Regions from separate parts of the Gossypium hirsutum genome. Here regions 2 and 3 are each linked to region 1. A link is a contact called in public Hi-C data. All regions are on one chromosome and are shown on one strand. The core of a region is the stretch at or near the end of the contact, and the rest is flanking DNA. Distances in the headings are between cores, read along the strand shown.

Region 1 (2,936 bases), core at 294-2,793:
AATTATTTATTTTTCAGTAATGAAACTAAAATATAATCTAAGATATAATATAGGAGTTTTATGGTACTTTTACCTAGATAATTTGTACATACAACCATGTTATATAATTATTTATAGATTTGTGTGGATAGTGTATAGGTAGGTGTCATGTGAGGTTTGAGTTTCTGTAACTTGACGCAAAAGATATTTAGCGGAAGGTATGAACAAGAAAATGATACTACTCGCGCGATGAGCCGCAGTTTTATTTTTATTTTCTTTTTTTGTAAACGAAGTATATATAACATATTTTTATTATATAATATCAGACAAATAAATGATGGAGAATGGTTAGGCTCGAAGTATAGATGTTATTTATTAAATGTATCACCATCTATCTAAGGGTTACAGTTATTTGCAATCTGACAATAGGTGGCTATGAAGGGGACATATCCGACAAAGAAAGCAAATCCATGAAAGAGTTTCATAGGGTCACCATCATCATCCTTCCAAACTCATCAAAGCTCACAACTCCATCACCATCTAAGTCGGCTTCTCTGATCATCTGTTCTGCTTCTTCCATTGTCAGTCTTTCTCCCATGTTCATCATTACTTGTCTTAACTGCATTTCAAACATGGGTTTTTGGTCAACTCCATGTACCAATGATTCAATGTTGCAAAGAAAGATATGTTACAGTGTGTGTTTAAACCTCATTTGCTGATATAAATCCATCTTGATCCCGGTCGAATACTTTGAAAGCTTCTTTTAGCTCATCCACCTCATTTTCCTACAAGTTCAATTCATTATTTGCCTCATCAAACAAAACAAAACATGAGCATTATTGGTTTTATTTTTATTTACCTGCATTTTTCTAGCCATAATATTCACGAAATCTACAGAGTCAATCTTCCCTTTTCTTTCAATATCATCAGCCTCGTTAATCACCATCATCATCATCATGTTTTGATCTTCTTTTATAGGGTTTGCATCATCTAATGTCTGGATCACTGATGCCAGCTCTTCCATGGTAATGAAACCTGCAATAATTTTACATCAATGTAAACATGTGTTTCAAAGAATGGAAAAGTATGCCCAACATCAGTCGACCTAGTTCGACTGCAACGTGACTAGATATCGAAGGGTCTCATACCCAAAAAAGGAATGATGGCATACCATCTGAATCTTTATCGATCAAGCAAAACACTTCCCGAAACTCGGCAACTTGATCATCTGCCATGCTGAACTAATGAAAACTCTATGCTTGTGTCGAAGAATGAAGAAATGGGAATGTGATACTGGCCTTCTATGTAAGATTATATATAAAAAGGGAGTGGGTAAGAAAAAAAATGAGACAAAAACTTTTTGGATTAGTCTAAGTTGTATTCAAAGAAAGAATTTTCTAGAAAATTAGTGCAACCTATTGAATAAAGATACAGGATCACCCTTTTTTTTTCTTTCTTTCTTTAGTTTAGTTTAGTTAGCATAGCTATTTAATTGATCGACATCACAATCGTGCGAACAAAAAGATTGTAAAGGTGGGAATTCGATTATAGAAAAGGTTATTCAACACAGTGGTCAAAAGTATTGTAGTAGAATTTGTTTTTCTAGGCATCACATGATAGAGATAGATGCAAATTCGATTGCTTAAAATAATCATGATTACAAATGATGATTTAAATACTGGCTAATTGGAAAAGAAAAATGAAAAAGTGGCAGTCAATGTTGAACAAACATATCCATTTCAGATCAATTGAGTATTTCAGATGGTTTTGGCAGATAAAATATCCAAGAAATAAAGTTTTCGGAAAGAAATTAAGTGACACACAAACTCAAATATAAAACATCTCATATTATTATTCATTTATAGATGCAGCTTTAAAGTATATCCAAAACTTAGGAGGGACGACTGGTTTTGATGAACCATAAAACGGACATTGACGAAAATATATCCAAAGCTAAAGAAAAAAGAAGAGGTTGAATTTACTTGAAAGGTTAGGTTTTATTTCAGAAATGCAAAACACCCTTCATGGTCTAGCATAGGATATATATATATATACTAAAGAGATGTATGCAACTTGGAAGGGCAGAACAGCAGAAGTTCATTTCTTTCTTTAGATTGGTTGACCCTCTGGTACAATTTGATCTTTGAGCCACATGTAGATAGGAACCAGTACATAATATGCTGCTGCAGTGGCACCCAACATGAAGCGTAAGAGAAATACAAACGGATTTACCGGCTTTGATACATCCTCTGCCTTAGGTCCAAGCTGCATAAGATAAAGAATGATAAAATCAAAAATTAAATGATGATTGCTTTCACTTCAGTTCCATGAATTCATGTTCACCGGTGAGTGCCAGATGCAGAAAGTATATTATATCCCATGAGCTCAATGTTAACAGTATAATAAAAATATAGCCCAGGTTATATTAACAGCACAGTAAGAATGGATTGGGGCTTAGGGTTGAATGAATCAAGATAGTTATCTACAATCCAATGTCCATGATGCTGAACCAAGTAAAGAGTTTAATACAGTAAACACAAATCGGTAGAGCTGTACCAAATACATCAGTTCCATACATCTTATAGCTCTTCTTTCAGTTCCAGTAATCAAGCATCATCTGAAAATGTATGCACCTAAAAGACTAGAAGAGATCTAGATAATCTCATAGACCAAAGAAATCAATTCCATCTTCATATCACGAAAGACCGAGGTGGGAGATGAATGAGAGATGATTACAAGGGGCTATTAGAAAACACTTATCAATTATGTGCCAAAGTAAACTTATTTATTGATTGTTGACTGAGAGCTTCTTTGACTGAACAACAAAGGCAGAACCAGAATTTGAACAATTCAGGATAAAAAGAACCGAGGCTATTCTGAGGATTAGTTGCGGCTTATGATTATGGCTCCTTAAACAGAAGGTAAAATAGTTGTATATTTGTAACAATGTACAGAAC
Region 2 (2,936 bases), core at 229-2,728, 430 kb after region 1:
AAGTCAATAACTACCCTAATTTGGATACGGGCTGGGACACAGTCGTGTGTCCTTATTTCGAATGTTCACACGACCCGAGACACGGGCGTGTCTCTTGGCTGTGTGTGCTACACGGCCTGACGACACGAGTATGTGTACCTTGCACCTAGGAAAAATTTTGAAATTTCACGAAAAAAATTCTCTGAGTACCTGGATTAATCTCAACTTGTTTCTAATGAATGTTTTGGGTCTCAAGCGCTCATATAAGGGACTTTATGAATAATATCTGACATGGATGTTAAATAATTTGAAATGTCTGTTTTGATTTGTTTATTCCAGTAATGCTTCGTAACCCTGTTCTAACGACGAATATAAGTTAGGAGTGTTACAAATTATGGTTTAAAAATTAATTTAATTAAATTGAAATTATCTTTATAATTTTAATAATAAAAAATTATAAAAATTTAATGATTAATATTCTTATTAGTGTTTATAATATTTTTTGCTTTAATTTTTTTAGTTTCTAGAATAATATTTTAAAGAGATTGATTTATATGATAATTAATATGTTAGAAGCTGATTTAGGATCCAAGAAAAAAATAGATATTATTTTATTGATTATTTCAATTATTATTTTTTAAATGATGTATTTAAAAATATTTATATGCAAGGTAATTTATGAATAAATTTAATATTTGTACTCGACTTAAAAAAATTAAGAGTTTAATTTATTAATTGTTTTTAGTTAAAAAAATAGGAGAAGATTTGAGTTTCTATAGAGATAAAAATTAATTGTTTTTTTTTTCATGGCAGTTGACACTTTGATCGTTAGAGAATTCGACCGTAAGATAAAAAAGCGTAATATGTTTTCCCTTCTTTCTTCAAAACTACTCTATTCCAATAAATATGCTACAAATTGATTTAATTTGTTTGTTGAATTAATTTTTAAAACCAACATTTTTATCTAATTTAAAAGCCCATGATGGATACTATTTAAAGTTTAAAAAATAAATTGAACCCCTTTTTGGTGATACAATAAATTAACTTAGATTTATGATTGTTAACAAATAGTTCTACATTGGATAAAATTGTGCTAATATATAAAAAAATTAAAATTAAATTTCTTTTTATTTTTTCAAGAATTTCGTTCATAAAATTGTTTTAATTTTTAATATTTTATTTAAATTAATTTATTATCAATATTTAAAATATAAAATATTTTAAAGACTTTTTTTTATTTTAAAATCATCTTAGAATGGAAAAAAATTCAAAATTCAAACAAGAAATTATGATGATATTATACGTTTAATTAGAATTAATATAAAAATAACAGTAACAGTAAAATCAAAAAATAAACACGTCGCATCCTGTATTCAAACACACATAAAGTGCTTGATTTACTGTGTAAAAAACAAGAGAGAGAAAAAAGGGTTGCCACGTAATTTAGGTGAAACTCGAAGCCCTTTAACAAAAAGCGTTATGTTTTTAACCACGATTCAAAGAGAGGAAAAGAAAAATAATATAAAAGCATTCTCCTTTTTCCTTCCCTCTTTTTCTTTGTATATATTTGTCTTTTTCTGATTCTCTCTCAGAGCTGAAGAAAAAAAGAAGAGGAAAGCCAAAACTCCAAACTTTCTATTTTGCTTTTTTATTATATTTTTTTTTGGTTCAATTCAGTTTCGCCATTTCCTTTGCATGTAGATGCTCTTTGGTTAGTCCCTATCGCCGCTACTTGGACTCACTTTCCGCTGCTATCTTTTTTCCGGCTTTCTCATGGCTAATAACACCAACGAGGCCCCCGCCGCCGATGATTTCCTCGAGCAAATCCTCGGCCTCCCTAACTTTGCGCCCTCCGAAACGGGCTTAGCTGGATCCGACGCTGGATTGGCTGCAACCGCTGCTGGAGCTGGAGCTCCAATGTTTTTGCAGCTCAGCTCCGGTGATGGCGCCGCTCATATCGGTGGAATCGGCGGCGGTGGAGGCGGTGCGTTTCATGGGCAGGTTTTCCCCTTGGGCTTGAGCTTGGAGCAAGGGAAAGGCGGGTTTTTGAAACCCGAGGAAGCTTCCGGTAGTGGGAAGCGGTTTCGGAACGGGGTCGTTGATGACCGAGCTTCTTCTGTAAAAAATGTAAGAAAAATAATACTTTATCACTTAAAAAAAAACTTTTTCCCTCTAAAAGTTTTTTCCCTCTTTTTATATATGAATTTCCTTTCAGGAGCTTGACTTAGAAGCTAGGTTTTATGGTGCTGATAACTAAATATAATTATATTTAATTATTGTCAATTTTCTCCTCTGTAAATGGAGTATGTGCATTTGTCCTTTTTGGATTATTTTAAGTTTTAGATTGTCAAACTTGGGGTGACAGCATATTTGTCTGTTTGATCTTTTTTCATGTTACTATACCATGCCTGTTTCTGTCTGATAGCAGAGAAGACAAAGGAAAACATGACAGGGTTTGGTGGGAGTTACTATTGTGGGATGCCAAGTTTTGATATTTACAAAGGATACAGTACATCAATGTCTTAGAGTTGCTTAAGTCATTAACTAACTGGCAGAGTAAGATTATTCAATCATTGAAGACTATTCAACTGCTGATTTGCTGTAAACCTGAATCCAAAATTAAACAAGAGTTGTACTTCACAAGTTAATTTTTTTTTCAAGAATTGAAGGGCATGTATTTGGAACTTGAAAGCTAGGGTCATAGTAGTGAAATAAAAATCTAAAAAATCTTCTGTAAAATAACTAGTAGTTGATTCCTTGATTTGTAGTTAAGTAAACCGGTCTTTGTTTAATGGCCCCATCTACCAGGAGAAACTGGTTTAATGTCTAGTAGGTTTCATGTTCATAGCTTCCAAAAATTGTCAACATCATATGAGTCGAGTTTTTGGTGGAAGATGTCAAATTTCAGAACATTCTCTTGTTATTATCATAAAATATGTAGAAAGTAAAAATTATGA
Region 3 (2,936 bases), core at 256-2,755, 290 kb after region 1:
GTAGGATTTTTTTAATTTCATTTGTGAACTTAAAAAGTTGATAAAATGGAGATATATAGCCCTTAAATTGAGGAGATATCATTTCTTAACAAGGCCCATAATAAGAGAGATGTATGTTGGGATCAAAACACATGGCTGTCCTTTCTTCTCCTTGGAGTCCCCACACAATAATATATCAATGGCCCATCATATACTCAATTACTCCCAACTAATATCATATTATCAGATTTCATATCAAACAAGTAGAAAGATAAAGAGTTTGTAAAGGTGTCAGATTGTCCTTCAAAACTAAATTTTAATAAAAATTAATAATATTAGAAAACAATATTTTATAAGAAGATATATAAATATGAATACATGCATTTCACACATATATTATTCATAAAAATATAATAATTGATTTTCTTCTTTTCTAATAAAAAAAATGTGCCATTTAACCGCCAAATCACAATTTTTAAAATTAAAATGATTAAATTGTATTTTTTATTATTATTTAAAAATCACTCTTTATTTACTGACAACTTTTTAAGCAATTTTTATTTTGACTTTGAAAAAACAAGGGAGAGAGAGATGAACATAGATATTAAACCAATTCTCCATATCGATTTGACTACATAGAATTTTAATAAAAATGTTACGTGTCATGTGGGAATCACATAAAACTTATTTGCAAATATGAAACCAACCTTGGAGAAAATATGTATGTATTATCCTATTAATATTATAATTTATACACAAATACAATCCATGTGTTTTGATCAAGTTTGACATTTAGCCCATGTATTTAAAAAAAATTTAATTAATTTTTTAATTTTAAATTTTGAACTAATCATTAAAATTATTAATATTTATATCAAAATTTACCATGTTAATTAAACTATAATAAGGCATATGATTGTTAAAAAATAAATATAATATAATGACAATTTTTTTTAAAAAATACTAACAATTAGGATATTTAAATTGAAAAAATAAAATAATTTAATTTTTTAAATACAAGAATTAAATCTGAAACATTTTTAAAGTATAGGAACTTGGGAATAGACACGCAATAAATGACATCTCATTCGTAACCCAAACAACTCGTGTCCTCCTTAATCCTAAACGACATCAGGTAACTGGTTTAATGCATCGGAAGGAAAAGTCCACTGATTTCCCTATTTAGCCCCCCCCCCCCCCCCCCACAGTCTTCCCGTTTTACTTTAACACCCCCCTTTAATCCCAAAAAAGCAATAAAACCGTCATTGATTTGTGGACCTCACCTTTTCCCATGTACTTGTACTTTCCAGTTTTAACCTCCCCTATCACTTTCCCACTAATTTACCATAATTTACTGAAAAGACTATCCTACCCACACTCTCATTGCTTTTTCCTAGTCATGATGACTATTGACGTAGCAAATTAACCACAACCTTTGAGGTCCAATTAGGTAATTTTATCTAAACCCTATTAAATTAACTTCACTAATTAACAGCGCCTGAGTACCATGGGACTCCATTACGGAAACCGGCACCTTATCGTCACGCTCCTTTACGTGGCATCGTGTAACCACCACTAAAAATGAACCGGTTCACGGTTCAACACGTAGCCCAAATTCAACGGATTAAATATTTCGCCACGTAGGACTTCAAAATTTTGTCAACAGGTCCACGTCAGATATCCCTACCCCTCCACCCTTTATAAGGCCCTGGACCACTGCCCCTGCTAACAGTCTCATCTCATTTCCATTTTCTGGCTTTTTCACCACCTCTTGTTTCATCGGTTTTATTTCTTAATTCTCGTTCTCTTCGCCGGCGAGTTGTTGCCGGAAAAATGGACTCGCTGGTCACTCACAATCTTCGCGTGAATTCCCATGGAAATAACATTATGTTCTCGGGCTGTTGCGTGTTTCGGTAACTTTAACCGTATCTGAAAAAAAAAGTGAAAAAAAAAAAAACTCGTAAGCAAAGCGACTCTACTTAGCAGAGTTATGAAGTTATTCCATCCCTTGTTTGGCAAATGAGAAGCAAATAATTGTATATTATAATCAACGTTAAGAGTTAAGAGTCTCGTGTCTTGATTAACTGCATTATTTTTTGTCTCTCCAACATGAATTTCTGTGTCAATTGCGTGTGCTGATCTCATCAGAAAGAGAAGAATCAACGAGAGTTTGAAGTGTTGCCGTAGTAAAGGTAGAAGCGGCTTTTTTTTTCTTTTTTTTTTTGAAGACCGAGAAACATGCCTTTCCCAATGAAGATCCAGCCGATCGATTTCAACACGCTAGAAGAGGCAGCGCTGCCGCGGTCGGAAACAGTAAAGCCTTTGGTGAAATCGAGGTTCAAGCGGCTGTTTGAACGGCCGTTCCCTAGCGTTCTAAGAAATTCCACGACGGATAAGATCGGTACCATCGCCGCCGATGAGCTCCCTTTAAGCAAGGAATACGCCGGTGAGTTCGAGCCGAGCTCTGTTTGCTTGGCCAAGATGGTTCAGAATTTCATAGAAGAAAACAACGAGAAACAACAATCTTGTGCTGTTAGATGCAGCCGTAACCGCTGTAACTGCTTCAACCGTAACTGCAGCGACAGCTCCGAAGACGATATGGATAGTTTCTTTGGTGACTCCAATCTTAATTCTCCCGCTGAAGCATCTGAAATCCTAAAGGTATTACAATATTTTCCGCCTTTTTCCTTAAATTGTAAAATTGTAGCTTATTTTTTAAATGTGTAGCTCATCTTTTATGGAACAGAATTTGATTTGTCCTATGAGTGTGAGTGAAAAGATTTTATTGGCGGATACGGCGAAGATTGTGGAGAAGAACAAGATCTGTAAGAGTAAAGATGATTTTTGCAGGAAAATGGTCACTGATGGATTACTGACCCTTGGATATGATGCTTCTATCTGCAAATCTTGCTGGGAAAAATCTCCCTCTTGCCCCGCCGGTACTTTCTTTCTCCCTT

Evidence for each region. A called contact is a pair of places that touch in the nucleus more often than the background predicts.
Region 2: a contact with region 1 is called in a Hi-C map of leaf, with 2.2 times the contacts expected there. The contact joins the promoter of LOC107951039 here to the promoter of LOC107902292 in region 1. A contact is called at or near these places in 2 of 34 Hi-C or Micro-C datasets (both in leaf).
Region 3: a Hi-C map of leaf shows a contact between it and region 1, with 2.0 times the contacts expected there. The contact joins the promoter of LOC107950993 here to the promoter of LOC107902292 in region 1. A contact is called at or near these places in 2 of 34 Hi-C or Micro-C datasets (both in leaf).

Annotation. Positions count from the first base shown.
Region 1 is chrA08:11,126,654-11,129,589 of Gossypium_hirsutum_v2.1, reverse strand. It overlaps LOC107902292 (calmodulin), which reads right to left and starts at 1,543. Exons shown (of 4, transcript XM_041075847.1): 1 at 1,128-1,543; 2 at 839-1,014; 3 at 687-764; 4 at 328-598. The coding sequence starts at 1,003. The coding sequence ends at 461. It overlaps LOC107902204 (2-methyl-6-phytyl-1,4-hydroquinone methyltransferase, chloroplastic), which reads right to left. Exons shown (of 3, transcript XM_016828445.2): 3 at 1,807-2,244. The coding sequence ends at 2,089.
Region 2 is chrA08:10,693,023-10,695,958 of Gossypium_hirsutum_v2.1, reverse strand. LOC107951039 (transcription factor UNE12) reads left to right here and starts at 1,478. Exons shown (of 6, transcript XM_016885930.2): 1 at 1,478-2,106. The coding sequence starts at 1,753.
Region 3 is chrA08:10,837,288-10,840,223 of Gossypium_hirsutum_v2.1, reverse strand. LOC107950993 reads left to right here and starts at 1,505. Exons shown (of 5, transcript XR_005900133.1): 1 at 1,505-2,640; 2 at 2,726-2,918.